Regions from separate parts of the Mus musculus genome. Here all the other regions are linked to region 1. A link is a contact called in public capture Hi-C and promoter capture Hi-C data. All regions are on one chromosome and are shown on one strand. The core of a region is the stretch at or near the end of the contact, and the rest is flanking DNA. Distances in the headings are between cores, read along the strand shown.

Region 1 (4,721 bases), core at 1,306-3,805:
TCCTTCTAAAGAAATATTAGGAGGCCAAAGAAACAACTTAGCTGGTACCAAGTCTAATGGCCTGGGTTCGATCACTGGACTCACACTCTCAAAAGCTGTGCTTTGACCTCCATATGTACTCTGTGACTTTCCAGTGCCCACAAAAACTAAGTACATTTTAAAATGTAATTTTAAATTATTCTAATTCCCTGGTGATGGAGAGATGGCTCACTGGTTAAGAGCACTGACTAGCCGGGCAGTGGCGGCGCACGCCTTTAATCCAAGCACTTGGGAGGCAGAGGCAGGCAGATTTCTGAGTTCAAGGCCAGCCTGGTCTACAGAATGAGTTCCAGGACAGCCAGGGCTATACAGAGAAACCCTGTCTCAAAAAACAAAACAAAACAAAAAAAAAGAGGTCTTGAGTTCAGTTCCCAGCAATGGTAGCTCACAAGCATCTGTAATGAGATCCGATGCCCTCTTCTGGTGTGTCTGAAGTCAGCTACAGTGTACTCATATACATAAAATAAATAATTTTTAAAAAATTAAAATCAATTATTAAAAAAAAAAAAAGCCAAGGCCTTTATTCTCAGTACTGGGAGGCTGAGGCAAGCACAACTCTAAGTTCAAGGACAGCCCTGACTCAATAAAACCAAGTAATAGTAATTTTAAAAAGAATACTTACTGTTTTTTATGTTGGCATCCTCTGCAGCAAATATTGTGCTGGGATCCCTGATTCTAAAATCAAGGTGGTACTGCAGGCTGGAAGAGATGCCCGTCTGCCTCCCGAGTGCTGGGATAAACGCCTGCACCGGCATTGCTTTGCTTACTGTGCTCTTTTTTCTCCGAGTCCCCATAATTTATCCTGGCTCTCTAGCATTTTGAGTTGCTAAGGCAGGAGGATGAAGAGTATTAAACTAGTGTGGGACCACAAAAGGGCATCCTTGAATACAGCCTGAGTCTGGGACCAGCCTGCCTCCATCTGAGGCTTAAAAGCCATCTTATTAAGTACAAAATACACTCAATCCTCTTTATGATTAAACCTGCTTCTCAAGGAATTGGGCTATGCCCCACCTAAAACCTTAACTTCAAATGGTTCTGCATGGCCTGTTACAGGGATGGCAGTCTTGTCTTTGTTCCAAAAAGTTGTTTATAACCATCTTGCAACCCCACCTTTGTTTCAAAAGGAAGACCTTGTTCTGCCCATCTTGCAATCATGTCTTTGAGGAGGTCATTTGGACTAACGGGTATGCTTATGTTCTGCCTCTGTAACCCCACCAAGTCCCCATTTAGAAACCCCCTACCCCTGAACTCTAAAAAGCCTTGTCGTCCTCAATCCGAGGCTGACTTTTCGAGCTCCGCCTTAGGGACCCGTTTACACGAATTAAAATGTTTGCTTTAACCAACTGTTTGCTTTGAGTTGGCCACTATGATTTGGGTCTTTCTCCTCTAATCTTTGGTATTGACAACTGTCTCAAAGGGAAGGGGTATAAAAAAAAAAGAAATTACTAAAAAGAAGCGAATCATCTAAAAGAGTACTTTAAAAATTCATCTTTTGAGGATGAGAAATGAATAACTTTGAGTTTTGGGGGTGGCATTGGGAGTGGTCAGCATAAAGATGCACATATTTCTTGACTGGGGAACCATGCAGGGACTGGTGGCAGGCTGGGTGAGGGGACAAAGCAACGAGCAAGAGCGGTTGGAGAAGCGTAGGCATCGGGCAGGTAGGACTGGGAGGGGAGGAACCCATGTCTGAGAAAGGAAAGAGAAGGAGTGGAATTAGGAAAGGGCTAAGCTTGGAGGCGACCGGCGGGTGCTGGGATGCAGAGGGGTGGGGCTGATATACTCACCGGTGATCGGTAGCCGCCATGGTAAAGTCGGCTGAATTCTGACTCACCCCTGGGGAGGAACCCGAGAAAAAGGCTGATGAGGATGGGGTTACCGAGGGGGCGCGGGAGCCGCAGCTGCAAGAGGTTGGGTCGGGACCCAGCTACTGGGATGGGGTGGGGGTCTTTGGGGTCGGGGTGCGCATCGTGGGAAGGGGAAAGTGTGGAGAACGGGTTACGGAGAGGCCTGGTGAGGAGGCGTGAGGGGTCGGGCAAGGGCTGGAAAACGAAGCGCGGCGCGCTCCTCACCCACCTCCTGAACCCTAAGGTCCGGGGCACCCGGAGTGGGGTGGGCTTAAACTCGGAAGGGTCCAGGGTTGGGGTTAAACGGCTGCTTCAGGGAACTAGAAACCGACGACGGAGACCACCAACCGCCCCACGTCAGGCTGCGCACGCACCAAGTTAAAGCGGTTCCGCCCCTGCTTCCCATAGGCCGCTGTGAGGGGTCATGGCTGCGCGCGCAGCTCTCGTCGTTAACTCCACCCGTCGCTCAGGCCTCGCGACCGCGTGGCCACGCCTCCCTGTCGTTCATCGTTCTCATCAGCCAATGGGCTTGGAGAAGGTAGGTCACGCTGGGTTTCCGAGCGTCCAAGGGGCGCTCTGCACCCGCCTTCTCTGGCCCTTGTAGAGAAGCCGTAGCTTCCGGAAGCAGTTTCGCGGTGGCTGCCGGGATCGTGGTGATGTGGCCCCCCCGCTTCCCCCCTCCCCGCCCCGGGATGTCGGAAGAAACCAGGCAGAGCAAATTGGCTGCGGCCAAGAAAAAGGTAAAGCGCTCCGGGTCGCGGCCCCTTGACCCCACCCGAGCTCCTCCAACGGCAGGACCCATGACCAGAGTCCGAGTCTTTCCCGAGACACACGGGTAGAAGAACCCCTCAGCGCCCTGGGCTCCCCCAGTGAAGTCTTCTCAGCCAGCCCCGCCCCCTCAGCAACCCAGCCCCCGCCCTCTCAGTCGCCCCTAGGTGACTTTGGTCAGTGACACAGGGTCTCTTAGCCCCCGGCTCCGGACGCTCCAATCCAGACCTCCCAGGGCACCTGTCTCCAAGGTCCTCGGTCCTGGCCCTGTAGGCGACTCGGGCGTTGGTAGTATGGAGTGGAATGTAGTTACGTCACAGTCCCCCCTCGAAACTGTCATTACTACTCCGAGTCTGGTTTGGATTGCTCCACCTGCTCACCTAATGTTGTTGCCCCTTTTCCCGTTTCTCTGGTGGAGAACCCATTTCCACCTGGAAGGGAGCCCAAGTGTGGAATCTAGTGCGGAGACGCTGTAGGCGCCCGCATTCCCTTAACTTAGCATTAGTGTGAGCACAACACTGTCAGCACCCCTTGCTGACATGGATTGGTTTGGTTTGGATTTGGTTGTCTGCTCTCTAGAGAGACTGTAATCTCTCTGGAGCAAAACGCATGTTATAGTGTTGATCAGTGTCTTGGGGAACTGAACTTAACTTAAAATTCAGCCAGAATGTCTTTTCCAACTGGGGTGGTGAGAAGCACGGGATGCGGGTGAGGCATCTCACGGGAAACATCACTTTCCCATGCTTCTTTTGAGAGAAAAAAACCATAAAAGTCTGGTTTGGCATTTTCATAGATTTGTAGAGACTTCTCTCTGCGATGACAAGGGCTGTGCCCTTTCTGTTCCCATGTTCACTAAAGCCGTGGCTTCACGGTTTCTGCCCTTCTGTCATGTTGTAAACTTAGGAAGCAGGTTTAGGAAGTACTGCGGTGTACCTTTAGTATGTGTTGCTAAAACGGCCCCAGTGGAGTTAGGAGTGGAGCTGAGTTGTTAGGGTGTTTGTTTAGTATATACAAGGGCCTGTTCAGTACTCAGCGTAGTTTGCAAGAGTGGTGGCCTACCATGTATGAGGCTCTGGCTTGGATCCTGCAATGGCATTAGCTGGGCAGAGCAATGCATGCCTCTAATTTCCAAGACTGGAGGTAGAGGCAGAAGGATCAGGCCTTCAAGGTTATTTTTGTCTATATATGGAATTTGAGACCAGCTTGGTATATGGCATACCCAATATTGGGGCTGGAGAGAGGTTCAGCAGGTAAAAGCACTTGTTGCTCTTGCAGAGGACCTGGGTATAGCTCCCTTCACCCACAAGTCAGCTAACAACTATCTCAGCTAACTCCCTGGCTAGATGTTGTATATTATGCCCTCTTCTGGCCAATTAGGTTACTGCATGTACATGATGTACAGACATACATGTAAGCAAAAACAAACAACTACCCTCATATACATACAATCTTTTTAAAAATTAAATTAGATTTTGTGTTTGTTTTTGAGACAAGGTCTGTGTATTCCTGGCTGGCCCTGAACTCAGATATGCCTTTCTCTACCTGCCTAGTACTGGGTGAAAGGTGTAGGCCACCAAACCCAGCAATCCTGGTTTGTTTGTTTTCTTTTTTGAAGGGAAGCTGTATATATATGACTCAGTATTAGAATGCTGGGCTCTCATGCATAATGCTCCAGGTTCAGTCCCCAGCACTGCAACAACAACAAAGAAACCATTGATGTACTGGGCAGTGGTGGTGCACGCCTTTAATCCCAGCACTCGGGAGGCAGAGGCAGGTGGATTTCTGAGTTCGAGGCCAGTCTGGTCTACAGAGTGAGTTCCAGGACAGCCAGGGCTACACAGAGAAACCCTGTCTCGAAAAACCAAAAACCAAACCAAAACCCTCATTGACGTGAAGTTGCATTGAGAGTACTTTGGCTTTTGACAGTGCGATGGCTCATGGGTAGAGTATTTCCACACAAGCAAGGGGACCTGGGTTTGGATTTCCTAGATTCTATATAAAACCAGACATGGCAGCATGAATCTGTAAGCTTAGATGTCTGGCTAGATGAATGGTGGAGACAGAATT
Region 2 (4,721 bases), core at 1,566-4,065, 2.5 Mb before region 1:
TTTAGTGGCCAGGCCTCAGCTCCAGTCTTACTCTCTTCACTGGTAACATTACACAGCATCTGTCATGGGTATGGTGAACAAATGTCCATAAAGGCCTTGAACCACGTGTCATGCAGGAAGGAATCCCTTGACAGAGGTGGGACCTGCCCAGCTGAAGAGACAAGAGACTCAGTGGAGAGAAAAGTAAGAGAGTGAGGTCAGATAAGCTGTGGGCTGGGCCCTGGATCACCTTCTGATCCTTCTCCAAGCTCACAGCACCACATCCCCAGACTTACCAAGCACACCAGAAGCCTGGACATCCAAGCGATGTCCCACACCGATCTTCAGGTTTGTGAATGCTGGACCACGTACTGGAAAGAAAAAGCCAGTTCATTTCTTCAACTAATGAGCCTTGAGGGTAACTTTGGCAAGAGGCCCTCATTCCAAGAACAGAAGGGCCTCATGGGGATCAAATTATGCTAGGCTGTATTTCCAGGCTTCTCTTCCTCGGAAGCTGGAACCACTATTTCCCTAGTTCCCTGGGCCCAGAGAAAGGGCAACGCAAGACTCTTCTTCCTCTGCCTATCACTATTCGCCCCATTTGAGGCTTTGAGATCAGGCATCACACTGGGGATCAAGATTCTGGGCTTCTCTGCACATCGTGTGCTGATAGAAAACCTGGCCATTCTCCTCCTGAATCAGTGAGCTCCCTAAGGTGGGACCTAGGTCTGTCTGTCTACAATACTGACCTATGGCCCCAGACTCAGTGTCTTGACCACTAAAAGACTGACTACAGCTTAATGTGCCCCAGCACTTGGGAGGCAGAAGCAAAAGGATCAGAATCCAGACTTCAAGGTCATATTTAACTATACAGTGAGTTCAAGACCAGCCTGGACTACAGGAGGCTGTGTCTCAAAACACAAAAACAAGAGCTGGCGAGGTGGCTCAGTGGGTAAAGGCTGCCACGCCTGATGACTTCAGTTTGATCCTGGGACCCATGGTGGCCTGAGAGAAGTGATTCCCAAAAGATGCCCTCCGACTTTCACACCCAGGCCTTGGTGTGCACACATACATACAAATAATACGTTTTTGTTTTTGTTTTTTTTTAATAAGGGACCTACCTCACAGAACTGGGGTGAGGACAAAGATAACATGATGTCTAATACAGAGCAGGTATTAATAACACAGGTCTACCAGAAGTTCTCAGCTTCCCTAGAGAGTCCTAGAATAGCTAAGAGTCAGCAAAGTGTAGTTCACAAGTCAAATCATCAAGTCTACTTTGTTTTGAGACTGGGTCTCACTGTGTTGCCCAGGTTGGCCAGGGACTCCTAAATTTAAATGATCCTTTCAGTCTCCCATAGAAGACAAAGGCTGCTGGACACCGGTGTTTATAACTGCTCTCAAAATAGCTGTTTTGTACTCCAGCCTTTTTTTTTTTTTTTTCCTTCGAGACAGGGTTTCTCTGTATAGCCCTGGCTGTCCTGGAACTCACTTTGTAGACCAGACTGGCCTCAAACTCAGAAATCCGCCTGCCTCTGCCTCCCAAGAGCTGGGATTAAAGGCGTGCACCACAACCATGTGGCTGCACTCCAGTCTTGACTAAAATACAAGAAGGTTCTCTCCTTTCCTACAGTCTAGAGATGCTTTGCATTACAATAGCAAAGAGGAGCAGAGCCAAGGAAAACACAAGGCTGTAGGCAGAAGCTGTTTAAAATCTTCCCTCTCTAGGGAAGTTTGCCAAACCCTGGGCTAGAAATCTAACTCAGGCCAGGGATTTCCTCTAACATCACGGCCAGGGTCCTGTCTGACTCTGCCTTACCAAGTCTGTGGGTGGTGAGGGAGGGTACATTGGTGGCTCTGAGAGTCAACTTCTTCTCTTCACTGCCTTCCACAGGGCCTAGCAAGAAGCGAACACGCTGATCAGGAGCAGGAGGCTGCTGGGCATTGAGACCTAAGCACAAAAGAACACAGTCAGTACTTTTCCAACCCGCAAGAGAAGGGGTAGAGAGATGGTAGCATAGAAGATGGATTTGTGTATCGTAGAAAACGTACTATGACTCCTTCAGAAGCCAGGTATCATTAATTCCAGCACTGGGGAGGCAAGAGGCGGGCCTATCTCTGAATTCAAGGCCTGACTGATCTACAGAGTTATTTCCAGGGCAGCCAGGGGTATACAGAGAAACCATTCTCTAAAAAGTGAAGAACAAACAAACAAAACAAAAATCCTAGGTTGGAAGTGTAGCTCAATTCATGGAGTGTTTGCACAATACGCAAGACGCCCCGGGTTCCATCCCCAGCACCCTAATGGGAGGTGGTACTACACAGATGTAGTCTAAGACCTTGGGTAGTGAAGGCAGGACAGTCAAAAGTTCAAGGTTATCTTCATCTTACATAGCAAATTTGAGGCTACATGACAGTTTTTAAGAAAATAAAAGAAAGGAAAAAAAGGCAAAGAAAAAAATTGGTGTTTGAGGGTCGGGGTGGTGGTCACGCTTGTGATCCCAGCATCTGGCAGGTGGAGTCAGGAGAGTCAGAATTCTCAGTGCCTCACTGATTTCAAGGTCGGATTAATTAGAAAAGACCCTGTCTCAAAAGGCAAAAAAAAAAAAAAAAAAAAAAAAAGTTCAAATTCTAACTCTGTAACAGAAACCGCGAAAAAAAACCCAACACTATAGAATGAATTTCTCTAAAGGAAAATAGCGGAGAGTGGGTAGTAACGAAATGTGTACAAGAGAAAAAAAACAAACAAACAAGAAACAGCTACAACCCGGCAAACGAACCACGTGACCTCACTCCACATCAGAAAGAACTAAAGCAAAACCGTGGGTCCGCGTCGGAGTTCTCACCTTTAAGCAGTTGCAACTCCACGGTCTCACGCAAGTGCAGCCACTTCAGCCCCGGAGGTTTATAGACAGCGAAGAGCCCCTGCAGCCGAGCTAGGCCAGAAGAACCCATGGCTGGAACTCAGCGGTTCAACATCATCCAGAAGCGGGGATGCGGGCGGAAGTGCTGCGTGGTCCTTTCCCAAATGTGGTCCCTACTGTAGGTAGCCGCCTTGTTTCCTTGGCAGGAAGAGGTTCTTTTCTTATTGCCCTCCGGGGGGGAAATAAGAGATGGAGAAGAAAATAGGGCCGGATATCGAGCAACCGAATTCTCGGTTATGTTATTTTTGAATTCTTTTCAGGAGTTTTTTGTTTGTTTGTTTCTCATATATCCCAGGCTGCCCTCAAACTTGCTAAGTTGCCGAGAATTCATTACTTTTCTGTCTCCACTTTTCCAAGATCTGGAGTGACGAGTAATTCACATCAGGCTTGGTTTTTGAGACAAGGTCTCTAGTACTGCCTTCGTACTTAAGAAATAGCCAAGAAGGATCTCGAACTGATCCTACGGCCTCCAGGTTTCAAATGCTGGGTTGACAGGCCTACGTTATAAATAACGCCTGGCTCACAGCAGTTGTTTTACTTCAGTGGCAAACAGATCTTGTGGCTTTCCTTCTCATGCTCCTGTCCATATTACAACATCTCCGATCAAAAAGCCACAGTGAGTGCAGTGTCCCAGGAGTCTTTTGACTTCTCGGGCCTCCGTAGTACCTGCGGAGCCCCGCCTAACCACGCGGACGTCCGCTGCCATGGCGACCCTGCTGCTGCTTCGCTCCCTGCGCCTCCACCGCAGTCTTCGGCCCCGTACGCGGCCAGCTGTAGGTGAGCAGCTCTGATTCCAGTGTCCGCGGCGACCAGAGGGACCGGACTCCTCTCACCTTTACCTCTTTTCTGCTCGCAGATGTACCCCTCAGGGCCGGGAGCCATGGCGCCCGCCTGCTGTACCCGGACCACATCCCAACCACCCCGCTGCAAAAGATGCTGCTGGCTGCGGGCGCGGCGGGAATGGCTCTCTACAACCCCTATCGCCACGGTAAGACGGTTTACTCTTCGGTCTCGAAAGCTGGGACCGGTGAAGACTTGGTTTGTGGGCATCCAAACCTGGCTGCGCCTATCATATTTCCCAGGATCGTTTATGATAATCAGGTGCCTGATTCTAGCTAGAACTGTTTTGGGTCTTCTGGGCACAGGGAGGAGAGGAAGAAAGAAACGTGAAGTCTACAAGTCTGCCTTTTTGTAATTCTTGGAAGAGTGTCACCCTAGCATATTAATCTCTGGGCTGAATGACCAGGTACACACCAAATTACAGCATTCTCACTGGGTAGTAAGTAAACTTGGTAAGGGCCATGATCTTCAGGATTTTCTTTGCTGAAACAGTTCAAGATCAGCTTCTTTTTGTTTGTTTGGCTTTGGTTTTTTCAAGACAGGGTTTCTCTGTGTAGCCCTGGCTGTCCTGGAACTCATTCTGTAAACCAGGCTGACCTCGAACTCAGAAATCCGCCTGCCTCTGCCTCCCAAGTGCTGGGATTAAAGGCATGCGCCACCACTGCCTGGCAAGATCAGCTTCTTTTTCCATACATACCCAGTCTTTGCTCAAAGAAAGAAAAGATGGGAGGAAGTAAAAGAAGAGACATGTGGCATGGTTTATATAGGATCTGGTGACTGTACCTGCACTCAACTCTAGCGCCATTTTTTAAAAATTGTTTTGTTGAGGCAAGGTCTCTTATAGACTGGGCTGTCCCCTAACTCCATAGATAGCCAAGGATGACTTTGAATTCCTGATCACCCTGCCTCCCTACCTCCTGAATGCTGGGACTACAGGTGTGTGCTACCCTCATACCCAGTTTATATGATGCTGGGAAC
Region 3 (4,721 bases), core at 1,492-3,991, 2.0 Mb before region 1:
CTTCCAAGTCTGGAGCGGTGCCCACACTTCTCTCTCACACAGCCACCTTATCTTTGGTAAGCAGTGCAGAGCATGGTGCCTGTCAGTAGTTGAGCACTTGCTCACTGTGGAGAGTCTGTCCTTATGTTTCAGAGAAAGTCCTTGTCTGGTCTGGTTCAGCCCTTGTCATTCCTCTCTGGCCATCTCCCATATCCGGGACTAGCTGTGACCAAAGAGTAGCTTGCAGCATATTGCCCACCTCTTCTCCCCTGCCTGTGCTATGCCTCCTGCCTGGATCCTTCTACTCCTCACACCCAGGGGTCACCAGATACCTTTTCTTCTAAGAAACTGTACTAACCCCTTTGGTCCCTAAGCCTGAGTCCCTAGCAGAGCCTTGCCTCCAGATTGAAAAAGCTGCCTTGAGGACTCTTTGGAGAACCAGGATCTGTGGGACAGGCTCCCTAAAAAAAAACTCTGTAAAACAATATATGTATCTTTAAGAGCCACAAACGTGCCTATTGATTGTAGCTCTCCCTTTCTCATAGGGCAGCAGCAGCGTCCATGGAGCAAAAGGAATGTCAGGGCCCTGTGCATCCAGACAGGGACCAGCCTCAGCACCAACAGCCAACACAAAGATAGCAGAGTCATCTCAGGGTAAGCTCTCTCCAGACTGTCTGTACTGCCTCTCCCAGGCAGATAGCATGATCACACCTCCATTTTCATAGTCCTTTGATGTGCATAGGATCCAGGGCATTGGAGTGGTGCCCGCTCCCTCTGCTTTGGTGTTTTGGGTTCTATTTTAGTAGTGACGGTTGAGCCCAGAGCCTCACAGGTGTTAGATAGACAAGCATTCTACCTTCAAGTTACTTCCCAAAACTCAGTGTGTATCTGAGGTTGGCCTTGAACTCCTGATCTTCCTGCTTCAGTCTCCCAGTCCTGGGATTATAGGCACACACCACCATTCTGGGGCAATGCTGGGGCCTCTTGCATTCCTTCAGGAAAAGCTGAGGCAGAGATGGAGGTTGGGGGACTGAGGCAAGAACAGAGGACCAGACCCAGACAGTTAGAGGAGCTGAGTTCTATCTACAGCCTCAGCTTCCTTCATGGTGGGTTGAGCATGTTGCTTCAGCTTGTATGTGGGTCAGCACTGGACAGAGACCACTGCTCAAGCTTTGGCAAACGATCCTGCGATCCTTTCACAGTATGTTGTGCAGACTGCACTGCAGGGTCAGCAGGCCAGCGCTAGGCAAAGACACGCTCTGCCTAATGCCTTCTCCATCCACACCAGTTCTCAAAAAGGTTCTGAAGAGAGGGATATGCGACTCTTACCATCACCCGTTCCTCCCTGCAGATCTCATTGGTGCGCATAGCTAGAAATGCTGCTGCCTGTGACACATTTCCCAAGAGGTGTCCCTTGGTCACTGAAGTTAGGGAACTGTGGTTGTTCCAGGACTTGTCAGAGCCTTGGAAGCGTGTTCCTGAGCACGACGAGTGGGAGCAGCCTTCACACTGGCGTGGTCCCACGCAGCTCTCTTGGAGATAGGAGCCTTTATACTCTGTATAGTTTGCCTTTTCTCTGCTTTTTGAGGCAAGGTCTCTTGTACCTGGGGTGGCGGCTACTACTTTCAAAATCTATGTAGTGGCTGCCTACTCCTGAGCTAGCCTCAAACAACAACTACTACTGCTATTACTACTATGACTTCTTTTTCCTTTTCTTCCTCTACCGTCTTCTCTAGTATTTTTTAAAATTGCTTATTTATTTTTATTTTATGTACACTGGTGGTTTGAGTGCACGCATGTCTGTGTGAGGGTGTCAGATCCCCTAGAACAGGAGTTACAGACAGGCAGTTGTGAGCTGCTGTGTGGGTGCTGGGTATTGAACCCCAGGTCCTCTGGAAGTGCAGACAGTGTTCCTAACCACTGAGCCATCTCTCCAGCCCCTCTTCTCTAGTTTTATTTCATTATGTGTATGAGTGATAAACTGTTTTGCCTGCATGGTGTCTGTACACCATGGGGGTACCTGGTATCCTTGAAGCTCAGAAGATAGCTTTAGATTCCCTTGAACTGGAGTTAGAGACAATTATGAGCTGTTGGAAATTGAACCAGGGTCTTCTCCAAGAGCAATAAATGTTTCTAACTCCTGAGCCATCTCTTCAGCCCTGGTTTCAAACTTGTGATCCTTTTACCTCAGCCTCTAGAGGGCTAGAAGTACAGATGTGCCCCTCCATATTGTTTAGAGTTTGACATCAGAGAAACGGTAAAGTCCTGACCCCATCTTCTCTTGGACACCTATTTCATGAAAGTCAGGTCACTTTGGGGCTACCTGCTTTTGTTTGTTTTTGGTTTTTGTGTGTGTGTTTTGGTTTTTTGAGACAGAGTTTTTCTGTGTAGCCCTGGCTGTCCTGGAGCTCACTCAGTAGACCAGGCTGTCCTGGAACTCAGAAATCCACCTGCCTCTGCCTCCCAAGTGCTGGGATTAAAGGCGTGCGCCACCACTGCCTGGCTGGGCTATGTGCTTTTTAGCGCTTTTGTTTCTTGGAAGGGCAGCCTGTGTCTGGCTCAGACAGGCTGCGGAGGCTGGCAGACAGAACAGAAGGCACATTCCTCCTGCAGCACCCCTGGGGCCCTACTGGGCCTTTCTGACTGTGTGGGGCATTGACATCAGAGAGGGAGGTGGAAAACGCCTGGTGTGTGGTGCTGTCATACTCTTTTGTTTATGGGAACAAGGTCAGCAGTGACTGCCCTGCCCTGTGGGAGCTTCCTGTTGGTTGTTGAGGAACTCTGTCCCTGGGGAGAGTTGGCTTGAACTGAAGCTTGCCTTTCTGGGCAGTGGAGAACAGGAAACCAGAGGAAGTGCCTATGTGAGATGGGAATTCCTTCTCTGCTTGTAAACAGTAGAGTCCATCATGCTGGGGTGAGGTGTGACCTCTGCTGTCTGCCTGAGCTAGGGCCCAGGTGCAGCTCAGGGAGAAGTGTAACATTTGAGTGGAATTGGATTGCTGTATATGCCTGAGTTTGTCACGTGACTGTTTGTCCTTACAGTACCTCTAGGTCAGTTTTGTATTGGTCGCAGAGAGTTTCAGACAGAAATCCCACAGGTTGGTTGGAAGACAAGGAAAAGGGCTTCCCAGTTGTTTGAGTCTACAGAGCCACTGATAGGCACAATTAAATATCAGTAGGTTTTTACAGATTTATTTATTTAGTTTATGTATATGAGTACGCTGTAGCTGTCTTCAGTCACAGCAGATTCATGGAACTGAGACTCTGGAAGGCTGTGACCCCACTGCAGATGTCCTGAGATCTCCTGGTAAGTTTTTTTTCTGTCTCTTGAGAGCTTGAAATCTCAAAATTAAATTGCTTGCTGCATTACAGCCTCACACTCCCTCTAGAGTAAAAGTGGCTGTAAAATTCCATGGTTTCACATGTGACCCCCATCTCCGAGGCGCATCTGCCAAACCTGTGCCCTCTCTGACACTCAGATGACAAATGTGTGCCCAGTTAGGTGGCATGGCAGAACCCTGGCCGGGGGCACCGTGCATTCCCCAGCTGGGTCCTTAGGTTCTGATTTGGGGAGTGGATAGGCAGCTTGCCTTTAGCTGGGTCCCCTTGCCTGCTTGTCCAGGCCAGCACCTGTTCCCCTGGTCCCACAGCAAATGGTTCTGCAGCCTGTCCAGGGTGCTTACACCTACATTTCTTAACCAATCTCAGAAGACACAGCAGATGTTCATAGCAGGTCATGACCAGTCTTCAAGGCTACTTTGTTCCCAGGGGTGCAGACCCAAAATTGGGCTCCAGTTTCCTTAACACCTGGAGTGCTAGAGGCCCCTGAGTATGACCTGCTTACAAAGGCCTCATTTCTGTCCATGCCTCGTCAAGAGGAGGCTCTTCCTAAGAAGCACCTCGAAAGGCAGTGGAGGTGGCGAGGCTGTGGAGGCAGCGAGGCTGTGGAGGCAGCGAGGCTGTGGAGGCAGCGAGGCTGAGGAGGCAGCGAGGCTGAGGAGGCAGCGAGGCTGTGGAGGCAGCGAGGCTGAGGAGGCAGCGAGGCCTGTGGAGGCAGCGAGGCTGAATAGGCAGCGAGGCTGAGGAGGCGGCGAGGCTGTGGAGGTGGCAAGGCTGAGGAGGCAGACCTGTCGTCTTAGGACTGCTTGGCACAGTAGCAAGTCGGATCTAGGTCTGTCGTGCCACCCGATCCTATAACATCAAATCCGTTCACCTCTCCGGACCTCAAGCTCTTCATATTGTAAGGGACTTTCAGCCCTCCTGTTCTGAGAGCAGCAGTGTGCCTGGAGTCCAGGCTGCTTTAGCTGGACAGGAGGAGCTCATGAGTTTACAGAGGCAGCCTGGGCAACATCTCAAACAACCCCTAATAAAAACTATAGTAAACATTTTTACTGCATAGAAATGATCCAAAAGCTTTTTGGGGACCACTTCATTTGGGGGACCCCCTGCAACCCTCCAAAAGAAACAAATATTACAGCTGTTTTACAGATGAGATGGAATTCTTTTCCCAAGTCACTCACTGGTGAGGTTGGGAGCCACCAAATGGTTTGCCATGATGTTGGAAGCTGAGGGGCAAGCAGAACTGGGCACATAGCAAGGGCAGTGGCTGGGTCTAAGCTATAACGGCTAAGCTGTATACTGGATTCCAGTGGCCAGTGGGGGTAGTCCAGGAGGTCGCCCTTGCCTGTTACCTTTTACCAGAACACAGCCGCACCCCTATGTGTTTGCAGAGGACAGACCTG

Evidence for each region. Promoter capture Hi-C pulls out the DNA fragments that hold promoters and counts their contacts. Capture Hi-C pulls out chosen DNA fragments and counts their contacts.
Region 2: a capture Hi-C map of embryonic stem cells shows a contact between it and region 1, with 14 times the contacts expected there. The contact joins the promoter of Coq4 here to the promoter of Golga2 in region 1. A contact is called at or near these places in 1 of 39 promoter capture datasets (embryonic stem cells), 1 of 115 datasets of contacts at active chromatin or transcription factors (embryonic stem cells) and 1 of 9 other capture datasets (embryonic stem cells).
Region 3: a promoter capture Hi-C map of liver shows a contact between it and region 1, with 4 times the contacts expected there. The contact joins the enhancer-like site here to the promoter of Golga2 in region 1. A contact is called at or near these places in 2 of 39 promoter capture datasets (liver and pre-B cells), 1 of 484 Hi-C or Micro-C datasets (B cells) and 1 of 115 datasets of contacts at active chromatin or transcription factors (embryonic forebrain).

The regions. Positions count from the first base shown.
Region 1 is chr2:32,285,771-32,290,491 of GRCm38.p6, forward strand. Golga2 (golgi autoantigen, golgin subfamily a, 2) reads left to right here and starts at 2,556. Exons shown (of 26, transcript NM_001080968.2): 1 at 2,556-2,626. The coding sequence starts at 2,579. It overlaps Swi5 (SWI5 recombination repair homolog (yeast)), which reads right to left and starts at 2,299. Exons shown (of 5, transcript NM_175190.5): 1 at 2,116-2,299; 2 at 1,827-1,875.
Region 2 is chr2:29,784,678-29,789,398 of GRCm38.p6, forward strand. It overlaps Coq4 (coenzyme Q4), which reads left to right and starts at 2,816. Exons shown (of 7, transcript NM_178693.5): 1 at 2,816-3,680; 2 at 3,760-3,891. The coding sequence starts at 3,608. It overlaps Trub2 (TruB pseudouridine (psi) synthase family member 2), which reads right to left and starts at 2,994. Exons shown (of 8, transcript NM_145520.5): 1 at 2,826-2,994; 2 at 1,799-1,930; 3 at 276-350. The coding sequence starts at 2,934.
Region 3 is chr2:30,240,045-30,244,765 of GRCm38.p6, forward strand. It overlaps Lrrc8a (leucine rich repeat containing 8A VRAC subunit A), which reads left to right. Exons shown (of 4, transcript NM_177725.4): 2 at 525-633. Among named protein-coding and RNA genes, the nearest start is that of Lrrc8a, 4.6 kb to the left of the region's middle. Within about 2 kb of position 2,742, at least 109 of the 459 cell types and tissues checked have an H3K27ac peak or open chromatin away from gene starts, as enhancers often do. A contact at or near this core is called in liver, where this site is marked.